2 separate regions of the Cyprinus carpio genome follow, and region 2 is linked to region 1. A link is a contact called in public Hi-C data. All regions are on one chromosome and are shown on one strand. Each heading gives the region's core, a stretch centred on a gene start, on an enhancer-like site or on the middle of the called end of the contact. The rest is flanking DNA. Distances are from core to core; before and after follow the strand shown.

Region 1 (5,340 bases), core at 982-3,481:
TCTCTCTCTCCATATGCTCACGAAGCTGCATTTATTTGTTAAAAAGAATTGCTGGTTAAATATATTTAATAACATTTAATATATTTAATATTTAATAAATATTTGAAGATATATTATATAACTTAAAAGTTTGACATTGGTAAGGTTTTTAAAATAATTATTTTATGCTTACCAAGACTGCATTTATTTGATAAAAAAATACAGTAATAACAGTAATGTGGAAAAAGTTACAATTTATAACAACTGTTTCTTATATCTAATATAATTTAAAATATCTATTATATTTTCAAATGTAATTTTCGGCAACCAAGTCCAGTCATCAGTGGTCACATGATCCTTCAAAAATCATTCTATTATTCATAAAATATGCATCCATAATATAATATCAGTGCTCAAGAAACATTTTTAATAATTTTCATTGTTAAAACAGTTCTGCTGCTTAATGTTTTTGTAGAAGCATATGCATTTTTTTCAGGATTTTTCATGCATTTTTTTATTTGAAATAGAAATATATATATATATATATTTATATATATATATATATATATAATGTCATTATTCACAAACATACATTAATGTGTTGTGTGAATTTTTAATAAACATTATTATATAGTCATTTATTCGTTTATGCCACATTACTTTTTATCATTGAAATACTTCTTATTTACATAAAATGATGTGGTATGGCACAATAATAATAAAAAAAAAGTACAAATAGCCTACAGATTTATAGGAGATATTTTTCCATATTCTGACCTTTAAAATGACTGTGATTGGTGTAACCTTATGTAGTCAGGTTGATTCTATCATATTAAGTAATATTTCAGACCTTAATAACGACTATAATTTCAGGTTAGGATTTTTTAGGTGTCATTTCAGATACTACATTCACTTCCTTAACTACATGAATAAAATAATGAATGAGAAGTCAGTTGATAGACTTGCACCCACAGTCTACATGTCTACTAAAAGTTGGAGGATCTCTTGCAAACAAATCTGCTTCCCTGTGGATATTTAAGTACACTGACACCCTAAGCATGCAGTATGGAGGGAGTTTAAGGGGCTATATTCATAGCTGCAGGGCCCTCAGTCTTTAAAGACAAGGAAGAAACCGTTTTCAAACTGTTAATAAACTGGTTTCAGTATTATGGTGGATTATTTATTTATTTATTTATTTGATAGCTTGTGTGCGTTTCTCTGAAATGTTACATCCCATGAGTGCATTTAATAAAAATGCATATATAAAAATAATGTTTTACTTTAATAATGCCCAGGAAAAGCTCAAACACCGGGTTTTATCCGTGCGAAAGGTCATTCCCAAAATGAGCGGCATTCCCACACGCGCTTAGAATAGAAAAATGACTGCAAGGTCAAAGCGGCACTGCAGTTAAAATATACTAACTACAACATGTATCCCGGTGCTGCTTATACAATAATCAGAACAATACACGTTTGAGACAAACGTTTTAAAGATTAAACAATTTAGGTGCTGGAAATTTATGCAAATAACATGTTAACAGCGCAGCTCAATGACTGATCGCACTTCAGTGAAGATGACAATGCAGTAAAATTTGTAAAATACCAAATATTGAGAAGGCGTAAGTAAGCGAGCCCTAAATATTACCAAAATACGAGTTCGTTTCCCAAATGTTGTTATACTAAACATTTACACAAACAAGACTGCAAGTGTAGCGTCTACTGTGGTGCTAAAAGAATTTCCAGCTCTGCGTTGTATTCACTAACAGCATACGCACTCTGTGCGCCTGGAGGACGTTAGCGGAGGTGCTTCCTACGCAATCTACGCTACGTAAATTGCGCACAACGTCCGCCGGCAAGTTCAGCACTAACAGCCCCGAAAACATACGATAGTGCTTCCGTTCCACGCAACATTCAAACCCGTATAGTAAATGAATAGACTTAACTCTTCACTTTTCCAAATGTCCCGACTCCCAGAGTGTCTCCGAGGATGTAGTGTCCTATCTTTACCCTGCCTTCGTGTTTCTGCTTTTCAGCCATTTTACTATGTGAGATCCTGGGCTGCTTTACAGAAGGCGGGATTGAGCACATGAGGTAGCGAGCTGTAAACCCCTCTAAGTGCTGATCTGAATTCAGCTTCAGGGAGACTCTGTAAACTGTACACAAACACACAGCTCTCTGATAAGGCGTTAACTGCTGGGAAAGTGGGCGGTTTAGGTAAACAAGTAGCCTATTCCCCTCACTGCTTATTAGCACGAGACCTCACATACACTAGCCTGCACGTCACAACTTACCTACAGTTAAATATAGCAACATTTCCACATTATCAGTGTTTAGCTTACTGTTACAGTTAAGATGCTATTATAGTTTTATTAATATTTTGAATTGGTTTTATTGTCAAAGTTAAATGAAATTGAGAAATGCAACTAGCAGTAATGAAATAAGTTCAAGGTTTTTGATATTAGCTGCTTAGCCTATGTTATTCTTTTTATTATTATTATTATTATTTTATTAGTTCCTTTGTTTAATTTCAGTTAATGCCAAGTAACTAACCCCCCCCCCCCCTTTTTTTTTTTAAATTTGATTACCCTCCCTACTACATACCATTAACCCCCCCCCCCCCCCCTTTTTTTAAAAAAAAATTTGATTACCCTAACTAACCATTATTATGACATTACAACATTATGACATTATAACATTATGACATTACATTTACTGGACATTTATGACCATTTATATCAATAAGAACACATTACTTCAAAGAGTAAAATAATATAATATATGTCTTTAAAAATGAAAATATGAAATATGTCTTTAAAAAACATATACCGTAATGACAGAAGGAAATGTTAAGATTTCACAGCTTTGTGCGCTTTAATACATTTATGAAAACCTTCATAAAATCAGACAAAATCAAGGTCAGTCTTCATTTTGAGTTCATGTAGTACCAGTATTAATTTTAATAGTGTTTTATTAGTTAATATCTATTAGTAAGCAAATGTGTTGAATCAAAATAAATTGAACAGAGTAATCTGAAATTATTCTTATAAGTGATATAAACTTTAGTTTTAGCTTAATCTTTTTGTCCCAGTAAACCACTGCCCTCCAAAATATCTTTTAAGTCATACATTGTACATACATATATATGTTCAGTATAGTTCAGATCCAAAAGCCTCTAAGCACCGTTTGCAATTTTCTTCTAAAATTAGCATTTTTATCAGGCTCCTTATGTTTGTATTTTATGTGTTTTTTCTTTAATTTTATTTTGTATGTATATTGTATGCAATATGCATTATGTCATTGTCATCACATGGAACTCTGAAAGTGTACCATTAAATTATGATTTTCTTTTCAATTGAAATGCACATTTCTTTTAGAAATTGATGCATCCAATCTTAATTTCCATTAAATCTGCCAACACACACATACACTCATCATTACAGTCACTGAAGGCCAACTCATCTTCATTGTCATCACATGGAACTCTGCACTCTTCCTGTTGCCCTTTTCGTGAAATATTGCTGTATTCATTTTCTGAAAAGAATAAGTAATTTTCTTATTCATACATCAGTACAACTATACTACAATAAACAATTCAAATAAATAACTGCAATCATATCACTGATCTTACGATCTATAAATAATCCCAATGGGGAATAAATTACTTCAAATCCACTGTGATACAGAGTTGCCACATAGCAACATGCCTATTTTTCCGTAGTGGTACAGAGTTGCCAGGGTGTTAATACTGATATTTTCTCAATTTACAGTAAAAAAAAAAAGGTTAGACAGTGTTGATTTGCGAATAACAAAATGTAATTTACTAACCAAAGATGATGCAAGAAGAGATGCGAAGAAATAAGGTTAACAGAGCCATTTCTGGAGCACTTCAACAGGTGTCCTCCATGTGAGGGTGACCAGTGGGAAAAGGTGTTTAGGAATGAACATTTAAATGTCAATTGACTTAAAAGCAGCACATCATTGACTACCTTAAGGCCAGGTCTTTTAATTACCATATTGCAATATATTGTATTTTTTTTTTTCAGAATAACAAAGAAATAAGTAGAAATTAATTGTTTCCATATGGCAGTTCTGTACCATAGAGGGTTAATGGCAATGAATAGGTTCTTTTCTTTGCCATTAAATTGAAATAACTAAACATAAACATAGGAGCTGATTTAAAAAACACTAATTTTAGAAGAAATGTCTCCTAAGTCTGACACACTTATTTCAGGTCTTGGAGTCTAATGAGCTGATGACCTGAATCATCTGTGCGATTAAGTAGACATGCAAAATGTGAAGTGTTGGTGGGGCTCCAGGAATGTGGTTGAAAAACAATGGTGCTGACCTGAATCATCTGTGCGATTAAGTAGACATGCAAAAGTATAATTTGAAGTTTTTGTGGGGTTGATGGAATTTGTTTGAGTATCTATTGTTTTTTAGTTCTAGATTGTATTGTTTCATTTGTGCTGAGTTTATGGAATTTTTTAGTTGTGTTAATACCTTAAATAAATAAAAGCTTATGTAATATTATTGGATTATACATGTTATGTTAAAAAATACATATGTGGCTATATTAGATTATATCCGGAAAAAGAAAAAAGGCAAGTGTTTAAGGCACTTCTTGCTGCAATAGTATGAGAATTGCAAGAGGTAGGCTATTTATTATTTATCTATTTATTTTAGGTTTCCTGCAGGTTAGTCAACTGATTCTTGAGCACAACAATTATCTTATATATAGTGCCTAGATCCTCTAGGTCTATTGGATTGAGGTCAGATCTTTGACACAGCCATTGTAGGCCGTTTTCCTCATTGTTCTGTTGCTATTCAAATGTTAATTTAATCTTTATGGGTGGGATCATTGTCCTGCAAAAAGATGAACTTCTACCATGCTTCCATTTTTAATGACTGCTTCTTTTGCAGCCTTTCCCTGTCCTTTAGATTTCATATCATTTAAATTGAATGTGTTTTCAGTCAACTAACTAAATAAATAATAGCAGACAAATGGTAATAAACTAAAACCCATCAATTTAGGACAACACTGAAGTAATGTGAAATGGACCATCTGAAAATTTACCACAAAACCTAAAAAATCAAAATCAAAACCACAACCTTTCTGGTCCATTTAAGCCTCTGCATTTCTTCCATGTAGGTGAATGAGAGAAGTGTCTGGTCACGGTGTGTTTCCAGCAGCGGCCGCTGGGGGCGGTGCAGCTCGCTGTGTGTGAGCGCGCGTGTCTGGAGAGCTGAGGGGGCTTCATTCAGCGCGGCTCGGGACAGGAGAAAGGGGCTGAGCCGAGCGCTTACTTACTGAGGGGAAAGAGGTGGAGACCAGAGGAGGATTCATAAACAGGAGCTGATCTC
Region 2 (5,340 bases), core at 1,711-4,210, 230 kb after region 1:
GTCAAACTCTACACTCCTGCCCTTCGCGGTCTAGCCTGTGTAGCGTCTGATCAATAAATGAGCACTCAATATTATGTACCTAAGGTTACTTGCTGCACAATCCATACTCAGAGACTATGACACTGCCACAGTGTATGTGATATCGGTCTGAAGATTGTTTAGTGCATAAAACAAACACAAATCTCTGAGAGACTTATTTTACTTTGAAGGAGTTCCTAGTCATTTTCACCGCTTCTCCAGTTTCTTAAACTTGGCCTCTGTGAATAAACACACAAACAATTACACAAGAGAAATACAAAATACTGAGAGTAGTTCAGTTAAACATCACAGTATTATACTAGTCTCACAAAATGAGCTCACTGCTATGACAAAAGAGAAACCTGAGCATTTATTTGGTCTTATAGCACCATCTAATGTCCATTGAATCAACTGTTCAGTGATTCATTCAGGGGTACTTCGTTTTTCAAGAGGTCCAGTCTCTACATTTCATAGAGCTCTTACACATAATCTGAGTATTGCTGTAACTGTGTCTACAGACCTACATATAAAGAAACTAATGATTTCATTAAATTAGTAGGCCAAAAAAACTCAAAATATCATAAGCTGACTTTGAATGATGGTCAATTTATTTAACATTACAACAAATACAGTACTTTTCAATCATACATGATTAAATATCTGATTTCAGATCAACTGCAAAAGTAAAATGGTAATAAAAGTAGCCACACAGCACAACATAAATAGAAATTGTGGGTCTTGTTCATCTGAAGTGGGCGCCAACAGAACAGACGGCTGTATTGATTGTGATTAGAAAACAACTAGTTGTGTTGCATCATGATTCTCTCCTCCAGACAGGGCAGACGTGGCTCTTCAAAGAGTGCAGCAGGGATGACGTTTTTGTTTTTGCAAAACCCAGAAATATTGCATTTTCTTCTGGTTCCATCATCCTGAAGTCAATGTTTTTTTTGACTGGGTGTTTAGTTAAATGCTTGAAATAAGGTCTGTGGTGAACACAAGCTCAATATATTTTCATGTTTTATTCTACAATGTAAAATACACCAGTAATAACCACCTGTGTGTGTGTGTGTGTGTGTGTGTTGTCTTGAAAAAAAAAAAAAAACAATTGGTAACATTAATTAATCAAATCGAAGAGTTAAACTTATCTACATACTAGTCCACTTTTATAGCCTTACTGAGTTTATAGTCGTGCTCTTGCGAGCTGGTCCTATGTTGAGCTTCTGTTGATTGTATTAAGACTTCTGAATTGGTAAAAGTGGTTGATTTGTGAAGATTATCATGATGAACAAAATGTGCAAGAATCATAAACTTTTGTTGGTCACAGAGCTTATTTTCGGCAATAATCCAAATTCCAATGGAAAAATCCTACTTTTTTGTTTTTGTTTTTTGTCAAAGGAATCAGGATGACGCTAACTTTGGGACATTGCAGCAACCTACTGTCATGCAATCAACTCACCTTTTGTTTTCAGTATGTTTAGGGTAGGTTCAATCAAAATGATTCACAGCTCAGACGAAACTAATGGTGTCCTTCATAATATTTTATTAAATCAATATGAACTAAACCATAAAAAAAAGAAAAAGCTCCCAGTGTTTTCCACGGAGTTGCTGGTTTTTGTACTCACCCAGTTTCTTTGAATAGGTGTCTAGTTTATAAGCAGCCTGTTCCAGAGCCGTAACCTGCTCCTCGATCTGGTTAATCTGATCCAGATAAGGCTGCAAACTGGCATCTAAAGCCAAAAATGAGAACATAATTTAAGATGATCAATTTATGGCTTTAATACTCACTTTCTAGCCAATCACAATGTTATTAAAACTAGTGCTGTCAAACGATTTATCGCAATTAATCGCATTCAAAATCAAAGTTATATTTATATACATATAAATTATGTTATATATAAATATATTTAATATATAAACAACATATTTTTCTGAAATATATACATGCGTGTGTGTGTATTTATATATACATAATAAATATACACAGTACACATGCATATATTGTGTACACAAAAACTTTTATTTTGGATACGATTAATCGTTGGACAGCACTAATAAAAACACTAAGATAAGTGTACTTTGAACACCGTGTTAACTAGTTTTCTATATTGCTGCCCCGTTTCTCACACTTCTGGTTGAGATCTTGTAGATTGCGGCTGATGTTGATGGATATGTCCTTCATCTCCATGTACTTCAGACTGGTGAGTTTGTTCATGTTCTCCAGGAGTTTGTAGTCCTCACAGGTCGCTGAGGAAACAGAACAAAAATTACACACAAAGTCTATATATAAATTAAAAGAGAGAGAGCTATATTAATTATTGTTCTTTTATGATCATTACCGGTGAGCTCTCCCTGTAAGAAAACTGACATTTTGTCAAACATGTCTCTGCAGAGCGCATTGATATCAGGTTCAGCGGGTTCAGTGGCCTCCTCCGCCGTCTCCACTCCTCCGTCATCTGTTACAGACAGCAGACACTTTTAGCGTCCCGAAAACTAGTGAGCTGCCTACCTAAATGTATTTGATGCCCAAAAGTGCAAACTAGGTAGAAAGCTTACTGGGTTTTGAGACACAGACAGTCTAGTTACAAATGTTCACAAAACGCATCATTCTCTTTGGAAACAGGACAAGTCCAATACTCCAGAACAGGTTGCATTAACTCAAAAATAAACCACAAACACAACAGGACCAATAGCAGCACGAAGCTGACAGAATCGTAGTAGATGCAGTGACTTGCACACAGACTGATCTGTTTACAAAACAGCTTACTGTTATTACTGGGTCTTTTGGCTTTTTGGTTCTCTGTCGCATCTGTCTTGTGCTCGGGTTCGGCGGTGAGGGTGAGATCGGTCGGGGGAACCGGTGCTTTACTGATGCTCTCCATCGCCGCGGCCTCGTCCCCCGTGGCTGCCATTTTCACATCACATGATCACATGACCAACCAGTTTCACGTGACTCCTCGTTTCTGTCTTTTTTTCTTATGCAGGGAAATAAAACCGAATCGTTTTTTAAATCTGGTGAAACGAAACTGATATGATATATATTTTTTTAATTAAGCGTTACTTGAATATGTTAAAAAGGATGAAGTAGTCAGATTTTATACTCTTTTTGACAAGCATGTCAGATACAGTTCCTAAATACGAGATGTGAAATCTAAAGGTGTATCATTAAGGATTATAATTAATAAAGTGTAGATTAAAAAAACACATGTTTCATATACAGATATGGGTGGGGCTGCCAATTTAAAAAGAGTGAAGCAAAGAATAACGAGCTTCCGGCCGAGTGATTTCAAAATAATAAAGATTTTTTTCATGTATTTTTGTGCATTTTGTGTGGATTCTAAATGCTATATATATATATATATATATATAGAGAGAGAGAGAGAGAGAGAGAGAGAGAGAGAGAGAGAGAGAGAGAGAGAGAGAGAGTCGAGATAATTCATTTTAAATTAAATTAAATTCAAACCCATTCATGTGATGCACAATAAGCTGATAAAATAAACTAATAAATAACTAATCAATAAATAAACTGCTTTAAAATACATTATATAATACTTTTGTATTATATTATTGTAAAAAGTGTACTATTTATTATATAGTACATATTGAGTCATATTTTAATAATTTTCACACACATATGAATGATCAGGGATCGTTCATATGTGTGTGAAAATTATTATACATATAAGTCAATATAAATAATATAAATACATGTATTATACATACATATATGTATTTACTTTTTGTATTATTAATTTACTTGTATTGTTTTCTTTTTAGATATCATTAGTTTTTATATACATGCATTTTACTTCTAGTGTCATTTATGTGTAGTAGTAGTAGCATGAATGCGGTTTTTTTTTTTATTTGGCCTTTATTTTGAAAAGTATTCCCGTCTACACCCATCTAGCGATCCATTGTCGTCGCCCGCTTCACAGGCTTGGCGTGGCCCGCTCTCAGCCCGCTGCGCTCTGCCTCTGACGGGATACCAGCAGCACCAGCGACTGTAAACATGGCGGCGTGCACAGCCGGATGCCTGTGCTGTGTGCCCCCTTCCTGAAGCCCGGATCATCGACATACTTCCATGATGGAGACAGAGGAGGAGCAGCACATGACCACGCTGTTATGCATGGGCTTCCCAGACCCGGTGGCCATCCGGAAAGCCCTGCGCTTGGCCAAAAACGACATCAACGAGGCTGTCGCGCTGCTCACCAACGAAAGCCCGGGACTCGGATACGGCTACGAGCCGATGGAAAGCGGCCCTTCCCCGGGCTCCGGCCTCAGCGGAGACGGCGAGAGCAGCGGGCGCACGGGCACCGGAGGGTTTGATCCTCCGCCTGCGTATCACGATGTCGTGGAAAGTGAGGTATGATTATGAAACGCATGCATTTGGGATCATTCGCACGGCTGCTTGAGGCGGAACCACCGGGGCTGTCAAAAACCGGAGGGAAAGGCGCGCGCACGCCTTTATCGCGTCTGCATAAGCATGCATTACCTGTTGTGCATGCGCTTGCGACACCTGACGAGGATGTCAAGATATTATTTCTTAACATTGCGTTCTTTATGCATGCGTTAGCAGGCTACGAATGAATTCAGCAGAAGTTGAAGGGTCTTGGGGGATGGGTGTCGTAGATTGCATTTAAACGCATGACTTGTTAGAGTTTACTTTGCTTTTATTTGCGTGTTGATAGGGAAGGGTTCAGCCAATGGTCAGTGCTTCCTCTTGATCAATTATTAAACTAATGTCTGTCTTACTAACTGTTAGGAAAACGTGTGGCTGATGATTCTCATGTGAGTTTGTTGAACCATCGGGTGTCATTAGACTACAGCATGTCATCTGTTATATTATCCCTGCAGTGAAGCTAATATTGAACAGGATCACTGGGTTAAATCAAACAGACTGTGAGGAGCTGCTGTTTATTAGCATGTGAATATGAATTCACTTTTGTGTGCTATTGTGCTTGGAGTCTGCATTCCCACAGGTCTCAAATTATTATTTGTCTGGATTATGATACAAGCTTTCTGGCGGGTTTTAACGAGATCTTAATTCACTATTCCACAAATTGAGGACTAAAAAGGTCTTGAATTGAAACAGAAAATCATGACATGATGGCATTAAATGTTGCATGTGCTTCAAAAAAATGATTATTTTACTCAATACAATTATCGAAATATCCTTAACATTAAAATGTCTTTAAGTCCTGTTTTCTGAAAGGTGTAACAACATTTATGTTTAAAACAAGCAAATATTGCCAACGGGTTATGAAAACTTGTTTTTCCAATAAATTACGTTGATTTTTGCAGTGTGATCAGAAGGTACAGTAAAAG

What was found. A called contact is a pair of places that touch in the nucleus more often than the background predicts.
Region 2: a Hi-C map of skeletal muscle shows a contact between it and region 1, with 4 times the contacts expected there. The contact joins the promoter of LOC109055489 here to the promoter of LOC109113302 in region 1. A contact is called at or near these places in 7 of 8 Hi-C or Micro-C datasets (liver and skeletal muscle).

What each region holds. Positions count from the first base shown.
Region 1 is chrB20:9,943,042-9,948,381 of ASM1834038v1, forward strand. It overlaps LOC109113302 (5'-AMP-activated protein kinase catalytic subunit alpha-2-like), which reads right to left and starts at 2,232. Exons shown (of 9, transcript XM_042746433.1): 1 at 1,923-2,232. The coding sequence starts at 2,067. It overlaps LOC109113303 (phospholipid phosphatase 3-like), which reads left to right. Exons shown (of 8, transcript XM_042746436.1): 2 at 5,129-5,340.
Region 2 is chrB20:10,170,071-10,175,410 of ASM1834038v1, forward strand. It overlaps LOC109055489 (biogenesis of lysosome-related organelles complex 1 subunit 2-like), which reads right to left and starts at 2,961. Exons shown (of 5, transcript XM_019072698.2): 1 at 2,783-2,961; 2 at 2,355-2,471; 3 at 2,143-2,262; 4 at 1,641-1,745; 5 at 1-257. The coding sequence starts at 2,927. The coding sequence ends at 226. It overlaps LOC109086120 (ubiquitin carboxyl-terminal hydrolase 24-like), which reads left to right and starts at 3,901. Exons shown (of 68, transcript XM_042747039.1): 1 at 3,901-4,378. The coding sequence starts at 4,097.